Linked DNA regions of Ovis aries: region 1 is linked to region 2. A link is a contact called in public Hi-C data. All regions are on one chromosome and are shown on one strand. Each heading gives the region's core, a stretch centred on a gene start, on an enhancer-like site or on the middle of the called end of the contact. The rest is flanking DNA. Distances are from core to core; before and after follow the strand shown.

Region 1 (6,349 bases), core at 2,412-4,911, 220 kb after region 2:
AAATCATTACCAAAAGATCACTTTTGTTCGGACACTCTGGGTTCTGGAAATCAGCTATTTCCTGTCCACTTTGACACAAAAACATTCCTTCTCGCTTTTTAAGAATACAGTCCCTTGTTAAGAAGTTGGCTTTCCAATTTAGAGCATGAATTCTAATCATTTCTAAACTTTTATTCCACACTTAGAATTCAGGCAAAAGGACAAATAGCAATGGAGTTTATGAAGCATGAAACTCCTACATGAAAAGTATTTAGAAAAAATCAGTTGTTTCCATGATCATAATAACAGTGATTAAAACCAACTGAAGATTTATTCTGGGCCAAACACAGTTCAAGCACTTTACGTTTTTAATTCATTTAATCCTTGTAATAATTTTTGGAGAAAGATATTATTATTATCCTCCACATATTACAGCACAATGAGGTGTGTGGGGATTATTTAACTTCGCAAGATCATGCATCTGAATATCCCATCGTCTGAAGAGATTGTCTTCTACAAGTATAAAGGTGAATTTTATTACTCATGGGAAAGGAAATTGAGGCTTAGAGAGGCCCAAAGATTCATCCAAGGCACATAGCTGGTAAGGGTAGAGAAAGGACTTGAACTTAGGGATGTCTGAATCCAGAGCTTGGCTATATTCAATATGCACATATATACGTCACAAGTATTTTTCAGCATTCAGACAAACCCAGAAAATAATTTACATAAACATTTCATCAAGCTTTCCTCCTCACAGAATTTGAAAGGACATGAGAAGTCCTCTTACCTAACTATCCACCTAAAGTGCACATCATTTTCTAGAGTGGACTTGATCCATGGTCTCCTACTTCCATCCATCCATCCTCTAGGAACACAGACGGTCCGTACCTGAATCATCCTCTTAGTGGAGAGTTTTCTTATATTAAGCTGATGTGCTGTGACCTAACCTTACACGTTTTATGAATTGCGAAGTAAATATTGTCATTCTTAGGAACCTTGGTACTAACCTGGCACTACATCAAATCATATATCTTTAGGGCAACAGAAGAAGAAGATGTCATACAATGGTGTCCCATAGCTGGCCAACCACGAACCTTAGGTCCCTTTGGTAAAAGATTTCTGGCCATCCTTGGCTTGTTGTACAGACATGAACTCAGCTCACTTCTAAGCACTTAGGCAACATCTGAGCAGAACTGAAACCCTTGGTTGAACTCTGGTCCAGAAGACATTGTATTAACAGGCAAAAAAAAAAAAAAAAGGAAATTCAGGACTGGATTTGGGTGAGGAATTTATAGACTTTGTTGGAATTAGTTCTAATCATATCAATTCATATCAAATACAGTTACAAAGGGATTCTCAAATCAGAAGAACTTAACATATTCATAAGTCTTTCTGTATGTGTGTATTTTTTAAATTAATTTTTTGAAGTAGTTGATTTTCAATATTGTATTAGTTTCTGCTGTACAGCAAAATGAATCCATTATATATATATACACACACATATATTCACTCTCTTTTAGATTCTATTCCCATAATAGAATCACAGATGTAGAAAACAAACATGGTTATCAGAAAAGAAACTGGGAGGAAGGGATAAACTGGGAGATTGGGATTGACATATATACCCTACTACATATAAAATAGATAACTAATAAAACGTACTGTATAGCACAGGGAACTCTACTCAATACTCTGTGTATTTTTTTAATGAGCATTTACTGGGTAGCTATTTCAGGAACCTATGACCCCATAAAAAGCCCTCAGTTTTGGACTGAGGCAACCTTGGGCACAGATCCCAGCTTTGTCCTTTTCCAGCTAGGTAACCCGAGTCATTAAAAACCTCTCCAAGACTTGGTTTTCTCATCTATAAATAGGAGTAATAATGTGTATCAGAGGTAATAATGGGACCACTGTGATGGCTAAGTGGCATAATGTGTATAAAATATGCAGCATGCTCATTGGCACCTAGTAAGCACTCAGCACATGGTGGTGCTTATTACAGTAGCTATTCATTCATTCATTCATTGACTCAAATAATAAAATTTATTGAGTTCTCATATAGTAGAACCATACATCGACGCCTTATGCCCTAGGCGTCGAAGGTGGAGCACTAGAGAGAGGAGGGGGCCCTGACTTCCTAGAACTTGCCATCTAGCTGGGAAAACGGACACTAAAACAGATACAAATAATAAAAATGAAGAGTAAGTTATGAGGGGGGAAGTACAGGGAAGTTCGGGGATGTGTAACTTTGTTGGGGGTGTGAAAAGGGTCCCCAAAGAAGACTGTGAGCCCTGAGGGGAGAGTCAGCAGCAGACAGAAGTGGGCAGAGATGGGTGGGCAGCTTGTCCCAGGCCAGGGAACAGTACACCCAAAGCCAAGGAGTGAGAGGGCGGGCACATGTCAGCAAGAAAAGATGGGTCAAGGGCCAAAGAGAATGACGGGAGGTTGGATCAGACTGGGGCCGAATTATGGAGACCCTTGTAGGAGCCATGTTAGAGAGCTTGTTAGGCTTGATCCTAAAGTCAATGGGAAGCCACTAAAAAGCTTTATTTCTTGTGGGTTGCAGGGAGGTGTTGGCAACATAATCCTACTTGACTTCAGGGTAACAGAGAACAGGAGTTGGTCCTTGTCGTGGAGATGATTATAATCTCATGGTAGGAGAGGCTGAAGGGGAGGAAAGGGGTCACAAAGAGAAGGACACACTTAAGAAGGTTCCAGGAAAAAACGAATACTCCTAGGTACAAAGTTTTAGGTGAGACTTTAAAACAGGGAGTGGTAGTTGATACAGCATTTGAGATTCATCTTCGGGTGGGGAGAAGGGACTGTCAGGGAGTTTGAGGTGCACAGGTCCACGCTGCTCTATTTAAAATGGATAAGCAACAAGGACGGACAGTGGCACAGGGAACCCTGCGGTTATGTGGCGCCAGGATGGGAGGGGAGTTTGGAGGAAATGGATGCATGTATATGTGTGACTACTCGCTCCAGCATTCTTGCCTGGAGAATCCTATGGACAGAGGAGCCGGGCAGGCTACTGTCCATGGGGTCGCAAGAGTCGGACATGACTTAGCAACTAAACCACCACCACCATATGTATGGCTGAGTCCCTTCACTGCTCACCTGAAATTATCACGTTATTTATTAATTGGCTATACCCCCAATAAAAAATAGAGAAAAAAATGGACACTCTCTGGGTGAGGAGAGCTGGTGGCGAAGGGTGCTTGCCCTCCTGGATACCTTAAGAAGTAAAATTAATAGCTCTACTGTTTAAGCACACCCAGATTCTGTTAACTGGTCTATTTGTACATTCCACACCCTTCTGCCAGGCCGTATTTCAGAACCCAGTTGGGAGAAAACTCTGCTACCTTTACCGTAGTGCTTAAAACCCATATTCTGTAAATTTCAAATTATTACCATGTGTGACCCCCCCGACACCACCCCCCGCCCTCCAGGGCCGTTTCCAGCCGGATGCCTATGTAAGCTTACAGCTTTCCAGAGCATTTCCTATACACCCCCTCCAGCTGTGAACTTTTTACCTGGGTTTCGCTGCAGTGTCTACATGCTTATTGAGAAGTTAAAACAGTACAGGAAATTCTACATCATCCCCCTGGCATTACCAGTTAAATCGCTGAGTGTCTGGCCCTTATGAGGTTGAGCCATTTATTATAAATGCCACATCACAGTTGCAGCAACTTTCTGTTCCTTTTGAGTCATTCTCTGTAAGATGAACCAAGACGAATAGTACCCTGCTCCTGCCCCTCTCGAACTTTCTATTTACTTTCTCTTTACTGATTAAACACATGAAAAGAACATCAGGGCAAGGAGCCGTCGGATTGTTTTCACGCGATGGCTGAAATAGCCATTTCTCTCTGCAATAAACTTTTTTCTTTAAGTCGGGGTGGGAGCGGGCTTCCTATTTTGTTCTGAGGCTTCTCTTCAGTGACGTGCCTGTGCTAAGCACTGCTTTCACATTAACTGTCTGATTCACCTTACTTGGAACGTGGCAGATTTTCAGTAAATATGTCTCACGCTGCTTTGAAGAACCGTCTGTCCCAGAGGTTAAGTAACCTCTGGTCACACTTAGGATTTGTTGTTTTCAGTTAGTATTGTTGTTACTCATGGCAATCAATTTGTCCATCAGAAAGGGTACCCTGTGTGCAGCTGGGAAGCTTGTACTGCTCTCAGCCAGATAAAGTGAAAAGCAAAGGCTTTTTTGCCCATGAAGAAGTACTAGAAAAATGACACAGAAATTAGTTTTTCTTCTTTTGTTACCTTTATACCTATGGGGTATATTTATAGTAGGGCTTTGCAAGTGGCTCCATCGTAAAGAATCAACCTGCCAAAGCAGGAGACGCAAGAGACTCAAGTTTGATCCCTGGCTTGGGAAGATCCCCTGGAGGAAGGCATGGCAACCCATTCCAGTATTCTTGCCTGGAGAATCCCATGGACAGAGGAGCCTAGTGGGCTACAGTCCATGGGGTTGCAAAGAGTCAGACACGACTGAGCACAGCACGTATTTAAATTAAGCACGATTCATTTGAGATACTTCCTCCTAACACAGAGAAAGCATCAGAAATGAGAAAACTGGAAGAAGGCAAGGGAAAATGGAAAAAACAGAGAAAGAAGGGACAAAGGGAAGTTTTGTTTGAAATGAAATTACTTACCTGGAAACATTTCTTTTGAAACTCTGACTTTCAGGTGTTTACACCTTTCCTACAGAAAGGAAGTTGCTTGTCTTATAGAATTGGTGGATCCTCCACTCTGTGTTGGTGTCCTGATATCCAGATGTCAAAAGCAGATTGGTGGTAGACACCCATATTTCAAGGAAGCAAGTCTGGCTTCCTTTTTTCTCTCTATCTGAACAACTGGTGCACTTAATAGAGAACTGTGTTCATCTTTTCAAACTCGCTTTCCACTTTTGTATTTTCCTCTTCTCATGACATTATTCAGGAAAACGGCCAGCATTACTTTGGTTTCCTGTCTCCAGCCCTCAGTTACCCTTCAGATGCTCACTCTCTTGGGTGAATTTTTGTCTTTCACTCATCTCAGGAAATCACACCATCTCTTCATCCAAAATTGTGGTACTGGAGAACTGTGGTGCTAGAGAAGACTCTTAAGAGTCCCTTGGACTGCAAGGAGGTCAAACCAGCCAATCCTCAAGGAAATCAACCCTGAATATTCATTTGAAGGACTGATGCTGAAGCTGAAATGCCAATTCTTTGGCCACCTGATGCAAAGAGCAGACTCATTGGAAAAGACCCTGATGCTGGGAAAGATTGAAGGCAAAAGAAGAAGAGGGCAGCAGAGGATGAAATGGTTAGATAGTATCACTGACTCAAAGGACATAAATCTGAGCAAACTCCAGGAGACAGTGAAGCACAGGGGAGCCTCGCGTGCTGAGATCCACAGGGTCGTGAAGAATTAGACGTGACTCAGCAACTGAACAACTCCATCCAGAAAAACCTGAGGGAAAGAACAGTGCAGGCAGACAACTTCTTGTCATCAAAAGAATAGCTGCCCCTGTGCTTAAGACAAACTTAGAGGATTTCTAAATGCATCTCTATGGGAGCATTTTCTTGGGAATTTGACAACCAGATTCCTCAAGGAGAAACGATCAAGCAAATAATGATTGTCCCCAAATCACCAGATACACAGGGCACAGCTGTCTGCTCCTTGAGTTTCTTTCATCTATGCATATGCATAGATTTCAGTTTCAGAATAACATGGGAGTCAAAGCTGCTGATTCCAGGTCCAAGTCCTCATGAGACTCAGACTCTTGCTTTCTTGGTTTCCCTTTCCATGACACCGAAGAATGTTACTTAGTACCACTGGTATCATGAGAAACAGACTATGATATTCAAGATACGGGTTTGGATTATCCACTCTTTGAGCTACTGCCTTGCACAGTTTTGAAAGGAGTAACTCTTTTAGATCCCAGCCACAATACTACTATCAGTAAACTAAAACTTGGCGATGACTGTAAAAGTGATGATTTAATTTTCAAGGGACCCTAATTTTCTCCCAAGGAGTAGTAACATTGAACCTGGCACTTCAGTCTTCAAAAGGAGGGCCTCAGCTTTAAAGAACTGCAGCACATTTATACTCATGAAAAAAGCACAACACCCTGTAATTTTCACTTAAATTCCCGTTTTCTTCTCATTTAGTCTTTTTCTCATTTAGATCCAGGCCCTCTGTTCTTGCATGAATGTTTCCCATTGAAATGTCATAAAATGGTTATTTGGGTGCTTTTCTGCTGTGTGATAATGTAGATAGTGTGATTTTCTAAAAAAAAAAAAAAAAAAAATCAGGATTATATGGTCTGAAAAGTCCAGATCCACTCACAGAGACATGGGAACCGAAATGTATAATGGAA
Region 2 (5,802 bases), core at 2,963-5,462:
TACATTGATTTATAACTTTTTGAGGATGTTTCTGAGTTTTCAGAGATTTAACCTAATCCATGCATGCCTTCATTCAAGCAGTCCAGCATTTGCCTCATTTATTTTCCTCCAAAGTCATATTTTTGACTTTTCAAATGTTTGTTTCTGGGCAAACAAGGAAGAAAATATATTTACCTTTAAGATGTGTGTGCGTGTGTGTGTATGTTCAATCGCTCAGTCATGTCCGACTCTTTGTGACCCTGTGGACTGTAGCCTGCCGGACTTCTCTGTCCATGGGATTCTTCAGGCAAGAATACTGCAGGGGGTTGTCATTTCCTCTTCCAGGAGATCTTCCCAATCTAGGGATTGGACCCGGATCTCCTGTATTGCAGGCAGATTCTTTCCAGCGGAGCCACCAGGGAAACCCTTTTTAAGATGTATGCTTGATTATGTTCTGGTCGAAGAGGAAGTTTCAGACGATTAAATAAAGCTAGCCAAATACCATCACAGCAGAACCTTCATAATAAACTAAAATCCTAGAGAGCAGAGGTGACATCCTCCTGGTTATAGAGGTATGTGCCTGTCAGGAAGAGAAAGCCAACTCCATGTTTGCAGAGTCAAGATGAAATCAAATGTCATATGGCTTCACAGGGGCCATATGTTGATGCTTCTTCCTATAGGAGGAATCGCTGAGTCGTTCGAAACAGAATGTAAAAATAACAAACGGGCTGAACGAGCAGGCTCAGTCAGGGCCTAGGAAGTGTAAGAAGCCTCCTTTTTGTTTTTGCTGCTCCACTGGTGGGGAGGTAGGTCTATACACCATATACTCCAGCTCTTTTGTAAACAGACACAACTCACAGTCTCAGCCTGGAGTGCGGCCAGCTGAAACCGGCTCCTGGAGGAATCGAACCCCTGAAGGGGGAGCAGAGTCAGCAGTGCTTTCCTTATTCCCCCGCCTGCCAAGGCTACCCCGATCCAATGCTTCTCGCCCACCTCCAGGCAGCACAGGGCAGTTAATAAGGCACGGAGAATGGGAAGCACACATCAGCACCACGTGTGGTAAGCGGTAGGTAATTACATTTCAGTTGTTTAATTAAGTTTCACTTTCTGGTTGCCTTGGGGAAACTGTAGGGAAGGATTTTTGTTGTTGTTGTTTTCCCCTGATGCCTCCTTTTCTTTTGTCCCCTGGCTAGAAACTGAGCAGTTCCACATTGCTGTTGAAATAGATACGCATGCTGCATTTGTGTTGGCTGAGTCCAGCACCTATAATCATATATTTCCTCTCTTTGGTCTATGTGTGTGCCACTGTCTTAATATGTGGGGTAGGAATTTCACTCAATGGAGACATAACTTTTCTATTGTCTTAGGGCTTATTGAAACCAGCCCATTCTCTATTAGAATGTTTTTCTGTACTTCAGCCATCGGCTCAGCACTGACTCTGTTATTGTTTTTCACCCTTTTCTTTAAAGACTGTGTATTTTCTATCAAAGTCCAAGGAGCTGATAAATTTTCTATACTTGCAAGGAAATCTTTTTCCTTTTTTTCCTAGATTGTGCACATATACACGTTAGGCGCTAGGAGTGCTATACCCTTCCTCGGAAGGCTGCGTGGCCATTCTTTCATTCTCTTAAAAATTACCTGTGGACCTACTATGTGAAAGAATATGTGATGTGCTCAATGGAAGAGTTACTTTTCCATAAGGTTATGGTTTAGTTAGTCTCCAGTATTTCTAAATTTATATGCCTTGAATATTCCATCACAGAGGGGCCCCACTATGACACACCTCCCTGAGTATGATGATTATTGAGGTGTGTCCTTGGAACACACCCAGCCCCAGAAGGGGGCAAGGGTGTCATGGCACAGGAAACCTAGAAGCGCATCCTGCCACTCAGCACCTAGGAAATAACATATCAATCAGTTTCCAGCTTCTCTCCTGGAAGTAAACCCTGCATTTGAAAATGGTTGACTGCTTTAAGAGACAATTCATTTTTCTCAAGAGATGTGGTCAATTTCACCTTACCAGTGATACTCAGAATAAGGGTTTTGAAAGGCTGTCATCTTCTTAAAACTCCAGCCCAGGACGGATGTAGGAGGGTCACGGTCGTCACTGCTGAGTTACCTGTTCCTTTTTCTCCTGAGCTCAGTTTCCACGCTGCAGGCTTCAGTGCAGTGCAGCTACCTCAGAAGCTGTATTTCAGTTGTTCCCTCAAAGGATTACAATGTTTGCAGCAGTAATTCATGAGCAAGGTATCACTGTCATTTTCCTGTCGCATTTTTTGCCCCTGCAAACTCTCTCTCGCCTCCTCTTCCAAGCACTGGGGTCAGGAAAGGGCACTCATTTTTCTGTCCATTTGCATGGACTAAGATGCTTTGCACTGAGCATGTTGATCTGCCACCTTTCTGACCTCTTCTGGAATCTGGCCTCCTCTGTGGCAGTTTCTACCAAGACCCGAGGAAAAGTTAGCTGATACTGTTTGTTCATGCCCTGTGCTATGCCCAGTCGCTTCAGTCATGTCCGACTCTTTGTGACTCCATGGACTGAAGCCCACCAGGCTCCTCTGTCCATGGCATTCTCCAGGCACAAATACTGCAGTGGGTTGTCATGCTCTTCCCCAGGGGATCTTCCTGATCCTAGGATTGAACCCACATCGCCTGTGTCTCCTGCACTGGCAGGAGGATTCTTTACCACTGAGCCACCGGGAAAGCTCTTGTTTTGTGCCCTAAGGAGTAAATAGTATGTTTTGTTTCCATAGCAATTTGAATTCCTTATGTTAATGTTATAACCCTGGTATGGCTAAGTCTGTGCCATCTGCTAACTTTTTGCTGAAGTCAGAGGGTCTTGCCGTTCAGAACTCCTCTTATAATGAAAGGATTTATGTGTACGGCTGAAGAAACGTGTATTTAGTGTAGCAAATATGTCAGGGACTTGCACTCCTTTCAGCGTTTTCATTTCAGAAGCATCTTGAGAAGTGATCCAGCATTACAACTTCGGGTATGATTCCTAATTCTTCATTTGCAGACCCTCCTTTATTAGCTTCAAAGATATAACTTGAAACTTCAATAAGGTAGAGTCCATGAGGAGAGATTCCAAAATGGATAAAATAAAGCTGAGGGAAATTAAAACAGCTTGCCCAGTCTGACTAAGAGGGTCAGGAATAGAACCTGACTCCTAATAGAACACATTTTTGTGTGGGTGGCACAAAAGAACGGGACATGTTAACAATCAGAAAAAGCTCAAGTTCAGCCATAAAGCATATTTGTACACACTGTTGCATATTGTGTTCAAATGACTTATTTTTGCCTCAGTCTGTTCCACTGCACATTCCTGCCAGAGGTAGGTATTGGTTTGGAGATCCTTTTTTCTCCTGCAGCACGCAAGAGTCAGAGTTTCCAGATACGAAACTGAGTAGGGGGTCTGGGTCATACAAGACATGAGCTGGTGGGGTCCTCGCTTTGTAACCAATTCAGCGACAGCTGGCAACACCTTGGTGTACGAGGAGGCTTTACAAACCCAGCCAGTTTCCATGGGGATGCAGAGTTGCTGAGGCAAACGTGGGCAAATGTAGGAAAGACAGCCCAGGCAGGAGACACGCGGGTACACGTGGCCACAACTCAGGTTACAGGATCCAGGGAAGTGATCCGGCTCTTCTGTGAATTACAGTCAGAACCAACATTTACTTCACAGGGATTTTCATACATTATCTCAATTTTCCCTCAGAAAGGCCCCGAGAAGGAAGTATGTTAGCACACTGTTACAGATCTTTTATGAGGGCAAACATAGTCTCTATCCGGGAGATTTCAACAGGCTCAAGGTTATGCAACTAAGAAATAAGGATACACACAGTCAAGTCTCTTGATTCCAAATTGGGTGCCCTTTCATTTTTGTTTTTGTATTTGTATTTATTTTTTATTGAAGTATAGGTGATCTGCAATGTTGTGTTAGTTTTAGGTGTCCAACAAAATGATTCAATTATACGTGTGTGTGTGTATCTCAGATTCTTTTCTCTTAGAGGTTATTACAAAATACTGAGTATGTTTCCCTGAGCTATGTAGTGGGTCCTTTTTGGTTATCTGTTTTATATATAGTATTGTGCTTCTGTTAATCCCAAACTCCTAATTCATCTCCTGCCTTTTGGGTCCCCTTTTAATGAGACCAACCACTTGGCCTGCTCCAAGTGCTCTTGTGCCACCGCAGCCTCCCTCCACACCTGCAGAGACAAAGTACAGACTGAAGGGATTTCTGCTGTGCTTACAGGTGTGTGAACTCTCAGAACCCCACTCTACTTTCCGCTTCTTTCAGGACCGTCTTTGCTCTCCCTTGAGGGGCATGCAGGTCACAGTGTGGGCTCATCTGCCTCTGTGGTCTTCATCCTTCACAGTGGACATCCGACTTCCTTTTATGGCATTCTGGATGATTCATTAATAGTTTGATTTTTTGCAAGATACATGGACATTTTTTGATTGAGAAACACTTTAGAAATGCCAAACATATTACTGTGATGAAATAACAATGACTAATATCGCTCTTAAATGGTTGGAATTATAAGGGCTTCAGCCTTTTTTTTACTCAATGTGTTTGTTTTGGTTTGTTTTATCTTGCCTTTCAAATGGTCTTATTGGCTTTGAAACATTAGCAAGCAGTATTGTTCTCTTACAGCTCTAGCTCCAACTTTTAACAGCCATAGGAAGCAGATTCAAAACATACCTGAATTAGACATGGGATTTTACAGAACATTTTATTTTTACTGATTTGTGATAAAACTGAATAAACCACAATTGGTTAAAGATGTGATAGTACAACTAAACTTAGGGTGAATAAAGTAATCTTAAGAAGTAAATTGTTTATGTAGATATGATAATACCATAATATACTCAATCCAATAAAATACACAAACTAGAATAGGAATTTTCAAACTTTTAACTCCTGGAGGAGCAGTATAATGATTACGGTCATACTTAGCCATGTAAAGATCTATAAACACATAGATGCAAAGTAAATGCAAATTCTTTGGTTTATTAATGGATGACAGTATTGAAAACAAGCCAGAAAGTGCAGGCAGATGAGATTATAGTAAGCCATAAAAATATGGCACTTGCAACCAAAAACTTGCCATTTCTGGGGTGGCAGATGAAATAGAGCATTAAAACAAGGGTTTTTAAAACATGGATTAAATGTTTTAAATGAAAACAAATGGTAACAGGAAGAGAAAAACAAGAGGAAACAAAATGAGCAGGAATCAGAATCCTGGGGAAGTTTTTTACTTTGATTTCTGTGAATTCTAAGTATGCAATCAAGAATGCATTGAGGGTCAAGTTTAATCTTATCTATGAGAACATTTTACGTTACTTTAAGTCAGCACATTTAGAAAAATAAAGAGCTGACTTTGTGACTGAGCATTTTGTTTGATCATCATGTGTAAAGTCGTGTTTGACTCTTTGCAGCCCCATGGACTGTAGCTTGCCAGGCTCCTCTGTCCATGGGATTCTCCAGGCAGTACTGGGGTGGATTGTCATTTCTTCTCCAGAGGAATCTTCCTGACCCAGGGATCGAACCCACATCTCCTGCATTGGCAGGCAGATTCTTTACCACTGAGCCACCTGGGAAGCCCTTGACGATCACACCCTCTATATAATTTTAGTCTACTTACATCTCAATTTCACTTTTAGTGACACTTAGGTCCAATTAGTGGTGCTCAGACTTTGGTGTAGGTCAGCATGTCGCAGGATGCTGGTGAACAGGGCAGATTTCTGAGTGACATCCCAGAAATTCTGGCCAGTACCTCTTGAGTGGGACCCAGCCAGATGCACGGACTACAGACCACC

What was found. Hi-C and Micro-C count contacts between places; a contact is called where the count stands out from the background.
Region 1: a contact with region 2 is called in a Hi-C map of omental adipose tissue, with 1.7 times the contacts expected there. The contact joins two enhancer-like sites. A contact is called at or near these places in 4 of 16 Hi-C or Micro-C datasets (hypothalamus, omental adipose tissue, skin fibroblasts and 1 more).

Annotation. Positions count from the first base shown.
Region 1 is chr15:13,813,275-13,819,623 of ARS-UI_Ramb_v3.0, forward strand. The region is part of intron 2 of MAML2 (mastermind like transcriptional coactivator 2); the gene reads left to right. Among named protein-coding and RNA genes, the nearest start is that of MTMR2, 140 kb to the right of the region's middle. Within about 2 kb of position 3,662, at least 17 of the 54 cell types and tissues checked have an H3K27ac peak or open chromatin away from gene starts, as enhancers often do.
Region 2 is chr15:13,597,424-13,603,225 of ARS-UI_Ramb_v3.0, forward strand. All of the region lies in intron 1 of MAML2 (mastermind like transcriptional coactivator 2), which reads left to right. Among named protein-coding and RNA genes, the nearest start is that of MAML2, 88 kb to the left of the region's middle. Within about 2 kb of position 4,213, at least 7 of the 54 cell types and tissues checked have an H3K27ac peak or open chromatin away from gene starts, as enhancers often do.